Regions from separate parts of the Mus musculus genome. Here region 1 is linked to region 2. A link is a contact called in public Hi-C data. All regions are on one chromosome and are shown on one strand. Each heading gives the region's core, a stretch centred on a gene start, on an enhancer-like site or on the middle of the called end of the contact. The rest is flanking DNA. Distances are from core to core; before and after follow the strand shown.

Region 1 (3,436 bases), core at 245-2,744, 250 kb after region 2:
TTTACCTCACCCAATACCAGATCAGGTTTCCCTCTCCCTCAGACTCCCCCTACCCATTCACTTTCCCTCCCAGGTCCCTTCCTCCCTCCCCACTTGTGATTGCTTTCTTCTCCCTCCCAAGTGGGACTGAGGTATCCTCACTTGGACACTTCAACTTGTTGACCTTTTTGAGTTCTGTGGACTGAGTTTCGGGTATTCTGTACTTATCCACTTCTTAGTGAGTGCATACCATGCATGTCCTTTTGGGTCTGAGTTACCTCGCTCAGGATATTTTCTAGTTCCATCCATTTGCCTGCAAAACTCAGGATGTCCTCATTCTTAATAGCTGAGTAGTATTCCATTGTGTAAATGAACCACATTTTCTGTATCCATTCTTCTGTCATGAGACATCTAGGTTGTTTCCAGCTTCTGGTATCACAATTAAGGCTGCTATGAACATAAATGCAATCTTAAATCTTAATACCTGAAAGGGAAGAAGAAGATTACAAGTTGAACAAGACCTAAATGTTTTTCTCCCATGCTTTTCTGTAGAGGCTTGAACACAGTGTGAAAATACTGGCTGTGGTAGATACCGCAAAACATGGACCTCTAGGCCAGTATTAAATTAAGAAAAATTTAATCAGTTAACAACAAAATTTTAAAAATGAGGAAAATATAGTTGGTTTTATAAAACTAAGTGTGACCCAATTTTAGAAATTAATTTTATTCACTAGAACCTCTCTGTATATGTAAAATGACAATCCTACTAAATGATACTTTTCTCAGTTAACACCATTAAAAATGGCAGTCTCATTTTTGTTTTTTTTTGGGTTTTTTTTGGTTTTGGTTTTGGTTTTGGTTTTGGTTTTGGTTTTTTTGAGACAGGGTTTCTCTGTATAACTCTGGCTGTCCTGGAACTCACTTTGTAGAGCAGGCTGGCCTCGAACTCAGAAATCCGCCTGCCTCTGCCTCCCAAGTGCTGGGATTAAAAGCATGAACCACCATGCCCGGGGGCAGCCTCATTTTTAAATGACCATTTCTAAAAGTACACAGATGAAAACCAGAGGCTATGATTTAATACAAGACTAGAATAGGAGCATTTGGAATTCATGATTTGGAGGTACTGCTATGTGTCAAGCCCCTCTGGTCTCCATTTCTGCTTCTACAAACATGCCCCAGACCTCTGAACTCCACCATCAAATTCAGCATATGCACATATCACTCTAGCATGATATCTATGCTATGGGGGATCCTTCACCCCTTTGGTAAGTTCTGGCCCTGTTCCTCTGTTCTAGTTAGGATCAACCCTGGGATTTTGGCCTCATTTTCTTTGCCCTGTTAACCTTTTTGCAGTCTTCAATCTCACCTCAAATGGACCTGTCCAGTTTTTAATTTGGTTCTTCTCATAGATCAGAGTCTTTCCAGACATTAAGTCATTGCCCAAGGCCTCACTGCCCACTGGGAGGTGTCTGGGTTTCCAGTGGTCTGTCCACCTGAATTTCTGAAGAAAATCTGCTTCTGCTTCTGCTTCTGCTTCTGCTTCCCCTGGACACGTTTCCTCTTCCTCTTGGACTCTGCAGCCACAGTTTTAAGCGATGCCTCAGTTTCTGTTCTGTTTACTCAGTCAGCCTATACCATGGAGGCTTTTTTGTTGTCTCAGCCAAACTTCCTTTGTAACCCTTATCTTTGTTTGGGTTTGAGACATATACCTGAGGCTGGTCTGCCTCTGACTTTCAAGTGCTGGGATTGTAGTCCACACTTCGCTTGGACTCTTCGTGGTTGCTCTGCCTCCTTGTTAGCAAGATTACATACTATTAATTGAACAATGTCTGACTCTGTGCCAAATTATGTCTGACAGTTGCTGTTTCTTTTAATTAGGTTAATATCAAATGTGAAATTTAATTGTTTTTAATTACATATCTGAATTTAGCTTCAATATCAAGCCCCATCTGGCCACTAATTGAAATAGATATTCTGCTACAGTTTACTTAAGTTATTTAGTTGTAGTGTTTGACTATAACTTTGAAAGTTGTCGTATAATCTATTTTGTTTTAAAATTCTAACTCATTTCCAAATGTTGTTTTGAGAAATCTATTGTTGGAATAGGAAAGGAGCATCAAAAAATTCTAACTTTAGGACTGGAGAGATGGTTCAGCAGTCAAGAACATTGGCTGTTCATCCAGAGGACCTGGGTTCAATTCCCAGTACCCACATAATAGGTCAAAATTCTGTAAATTCAGTCCCAGGGGATCTGACTCCCTCTTTGGACCTCTACAGGCACTAGGCATGCATTTGGTCCATATACAAAAATACAGACAAACTATTCACATGTATTCTTTTTAAAAGAAATTCTAACTTTATTCATAGGAGTTAGACCAAAATAACTGAAATTCTACATATTGAAACATTGCTACAAAAATTTAATTGAGAAAAGTAAAAAAAAAAAAAAAAAACTTTTTTTATTTAATATGTGTACCATCTCCTCCCCGCTTTTCTGAATGCCTACAATGACCACAATTCTCCATGGTTGTAAATCTCATTATCCAGAACAACCAGCCAAGATAAAGGGAATAAATAGAATAGACTAGAAGACTTCTGGAATAGGAGATCTTGAAAGGTCCTTAGAGAGTACTTAGTTCTGAACTCTTCAAATAACAGCACATCCAGAGGTCAAGGCAGAGGAGCAGTTCTGTTGAAGGTTGTACTGCTGGCTAGCAAAGGTAGAATGAAAACTCACTTAGTCAACAATTAGGAATGCTTGATGGTGACAGCATCTTACATTTTAAGATATTCATATATAAACTAGATGTGGTGCCACAGGGAGATCCCAGTTTTAGGCCAGCCTGAGATACATAGGAGAACTCTGTCCCAAAAACAAAAGGCACTGCATGTATACAAACATGTATTCATTAGTGTAGAAGGCTGATTGATTTCTTATGGTTCTGAATAGCAAAGCTGTGATGCTGTTATACGCTAGGCAGATACTCTATCTCTGGGAATACACCCCCAGCCCTTACAAATCCAACTTCATGCATAGTACTGTAGAATCATGTTATGTTGGTAAGTCTAATTTTTTTTTTTTTTTTTTTTGGTTTTATGAGACAGGGTTTCTCCGTGTAGCCCTGGCTGTCCTGGAACTCACTCTGTAGACCAGGCTGGCCTCGAACTCAGAAATCCGCCTGCCTCTGCCTCCCAAGTGCTAGGATTAAAGGTCACCACGCCCAGCTAAGTCTAATCTTAACATATCAGTTAAGTTGGCTTGTTTCTCTGCCTCAATTTTGATCTTCATCAGTAAAATTTTAAAATCTTTACAATATTATTATGAAGACTAAGAACCTCCTTAAAACTAGAGTATAGACAGTATTTTTAAAATTATTTATATTATGTATGTGAGTACACTGTTGCTGTCCTCAGACAACCAGAAGAGGGCATCAGATCAGATGGTTGTAAGCTACCA
Region 2 (3,456 bases), core at 286-2,785:
AACACGCCTCTTTGTCAGTAAAGTACAGTGATCTACAGTGTATAATGAAACTTGATGAAGGATTAATTTGTGAAATATTAGGTCTTAAATTTATAATATGTATTTCTAATAATGTCATGCAAATGTTCCTAATTTAATATGCATAGTTCTAGCACTATTAACATACAGTACATCATGTTTTGTGATTTACTCTAGTAGGAAATTTTTATCGTTCTTTCTCTTAGCTTTGTGTTTTGTTTAAATTTATAAAAAGACTGTTAGAAGGCATAAGTGTGGTTAAATTTAGAAGGCTAGCATTTTCCAAAGAACCTCTGTTAGTCTAATGGGTTTATGACTGTCTTCAAGGTTTTTCATTCTTTAAATAGATGCTGTTCTGGAATCGTCTCTGGATGTATATAGACAGGTTAGAGATGCAGTGTAGTTCCTACCTCCCCCTGGCTGTTCCCTCTCACCTTCCATTACTGTGAAACATTTGTCAAATTGAAGAGCGTAATGTTAATGAGCAAGTGTTAAGCAGATTCGATGCTATATTTGGGTTTCACTAGTTTCTCTGTTAATACTGTCTTCTTTTTCCTGGATTCAGGTCAAGACATCTGAAATGTAGTTGTCTTGTTCGCAAGCTTCTTCTTGTCTGTTGCCCTTTCCCATTCTTCGTTTTGCATGACCTGTAGAGTGGAACCTAATCTTAGTTCATCTGATGTTTTTCTCCAAACCTGGATCATGCAGGTTTTTGGAAAGCCTAGCACAGAGATAAAGTGCTTTTTTTTTTTTTTTTTTTTTTTTTTTTTTGGTTTTTCAAGACAGGGTGTATTCTCTGTGTAGCCCTGGCTGTCCTGGAACTCACTTTGTAGCCCAGGCTGGCCTTGAGCTCAGAGCTCCGCCTGCCTCTGCTTTTCTCCTTGCAGCCTCTAAAGGAGCATGTGTTGTGTGTGGTGCTGTTGACTGCACAGTTACACTCCTAATGATTGTGAGATCTCTTCAGAAAACGTGTCCTGCCTTCTTTCTTGACTCTGTTCTGTCTAAGAGAGTCCTAACTCTACTAGGGTGAGAGCTTGCAGTGTAGGAAATGACACTCCCCAGTGCTCCTTGGTGTGGGAGGATATCTGAAATTCTGTACAGAGGGCTTGTTCTTTTTTATTTAGTCTGTCATTTTCATCAGAGTGTACTCAGGTGCATCTGTCCTTCAGCTTGAGTTAATATTGTTTTATCCACTTAGTTTCTAAAGTACTTAAGCTGTGGAAAACTTAGTACCCAGTGAGTCTTCTCTGCCTTTTATGTGTCTGCTATCCCATGAGTTCTTTCATATCCTGATACTACAGGAAGTCTCAGTTTTTTCCTTTTGTTTTTATGTTTGTTTTCCACCTTTATTATTATCATCTCTCCCTTTCATAAGTCTACACTGACACATAATCACCACCTGAAACCTGTAGTTCATGTGAGCGTTCATTCTTAGTGTTGTGTTCTCTGTGCCCTTTGACATGTATCCACCATTACCACATACAGAATAGCTGCCCTGCTGTGGGAATTCTGGCATCGGTCTGCTTTCTATCTCTGTAGTTCCCCATTTCTATACTGCTACATACTTGGAGTCATACATTATGCAGCCTTTTCAGAGTGGCTTTTTTCCTTAATAGTATGCATTGGGGTTTCTCTGTGTCTTTTCATTACTTGATACCTCATGGGTTCATGGTTATTTAGATGCACAAATATTTATTACCTCATAGACTCTATTGAACAAGGCATGCATTAAATAAGGAGTTGTAATTCTGGTAGCCATTATTTAAAAGATTGTCCTATTCACAAGAGCAGATCTCAAGGGACCTTGACCTTGCCAGTTTTGAACGTAATTTAGAGGTAATATTATTTTAATATCTACATGACATTATATTTTAAAATGACATTCATATTTAATGGTTAAGACTTTTATATTTGATATTATACCTTGCTTTTGTATTCTTAAAACCACATAAGTTCAGTTTTCTCCTCATTATAGAGCATCTATAATATATAATCTTTAGCTTTGCAGTACATGTTTTCTCTATTTGTCTCTGGATTATCTTTTGTTCTGCTGCATGTATTATTGAGTGAATTATGTTTAGACAAATCATCAAAATATAGAAAACTGCATAGCTTCTCTGTCCTATTCCTTTATCAACTTCCAGGTTTTTAGAATCTATGAAAGAGTTATGACTTTGCCGTACTCCAGCAGGGATAATGAAGGACACTATAAGCCAAAGAAGTAGTTGAAGATTCTGGGTGTATTTAGCATAGGAAGACAGAAGAGGGATTATTTTATAGGTGTTAAAGTTAGCTTCATGGCTTTCTATAAGGACAGATGAGTAAATTATATATTTTTAAGAACAACTTTATTGACATATCATAAGGTTCACTCCTTTAGGCTCGGGAAATGGTTCAGTCAGTAAAGTATTTGCCATGCAAGTACAAAGACCCAAGTTCAATTTCCCAGAACCCGTGTGTGTAAAAGCTGGGGATAGCAGTGCATGATGGTAATCCTAGCACTAGGTTATCAAAGACAAGTAGATCCTTGGGGACTATTAGCTAGCTCTTTAGGGAGATCTGGGCTAGGGAGAGATTGTCTCAAAAACAACAAAATATTTTTAAATGAACCAACAAAGAAAAAGAAAACAACAACAACAAAAAACCTGGTATGTTGACACCTAAGGAATGATACCTGGGGTTGACTTCTAGCCTCTGGATATATACAAACACACATGTACACACACACACACACACACACACACACACACACACACACACACACAGAGAGAGAGAGAGCCTCCAGTCTATCCTTTGAGGGATGGTAGACATAGAACTTACTGTTCATGAAGTGCAATGCCTGTTGGTGCTGTCAAGAAGCAGCTATTGATTAGTTAACTAGGGAACATTAAACTAATCCTTAGTAATTAGGTCCATACATACAGTGATTATATTTATAAAAAGTAAAGCAAATATTGTTACTTCTTTCAGTTACTGTCCAAATTGCTCAGGTAGTTTTAATTACTTTTTTAGGAGAAAAAAAAATCTGTATATGCTTTGTGCTTGAGGAATTTTAGTTAGATTGAGAATAGTTTTTGTCATTTTGATTTTTTTTTTTCCTCACTAGTTTTCCTTAAAAACAACCGTGGTTACTCATTTACTCAACAGTGGCTTTACTCTTCACCTAAGTCATATGTAACTGTTGGACATCCAGAAGGGTATTGAGCACGGAGAGGGTTACTAAGATGCTAGGATAACCATGCCACCCAAATAAATGGTCCTGTTAGCTGAAGTAAATGCAGTCAGAGAGTTAAACTGGAATTCTGTCTTCTTTTCATAGTTAATAAGCTTAATGTCTGAGACTCCACTTATAATCTATAAACACAAATTATAACAATTACCATTCAGAGCTGTTGTGAGAATTAATTGGGTACCTGTAAAGTCTCAAATTTGTCACAG

What was found. A called contact is a pair of places that touch in the nucleus more often than the background predicts.
Region 1: a contact with region 2 is called in a Hi-C map of bone marrow-derived macrophages, with 18 read pairs. The contact joins two enhancer-like sites. A contact is called at or near these places in 2 of 484 Hi-C or Micro-C datasets (bone marrow-derived macrophages and nephron progenitors) and 1 of 115 datasets of contacts at active chromatin or transcription factors (microglia).

Annotation. Positions count from the first base shown.
Region 1 is chr7:97,250,302-97,253,737 of GRCm38.p6, forward strand. All of the region lies in intron 2 of Gab2 (growth factor receptor bound protein 2-associated protein 2), which reads left to right. Among named protein-coding and RNA genes, the nearest start is that of Usp35, 80 kb to the right of the region's middle. Within about 2 kb of position 1,495, at least 37 of the 459 cell types and tissues checked have an H3K27ac peak or open chromatin away from gene starts, as enhancers often do. A contact at or near this core is called in bone marrow-derived macrophages, where this site is marked.
Region 2 is chr7:97,004,651-97,008,106 of GRCm38.p6, forward strand. The region is part of intron 6 of Nars2 (asparaginyl-tRNA synthetase 2 (mitochondrial)(putative)); the gene reads left to right. Among named protein-coding and RNA genes, the nearest start is that of Nars2, 55 kb to the left of the region's middle. Within about 2 kb of position 1,536, at least 3 of the 459 cell types and tissues checked have an H3K27ac peak or open chromatin away from gene starts, as enhancers often do. A contact at or near this core is called in bone marrow-derived macrophages, where this site is marked.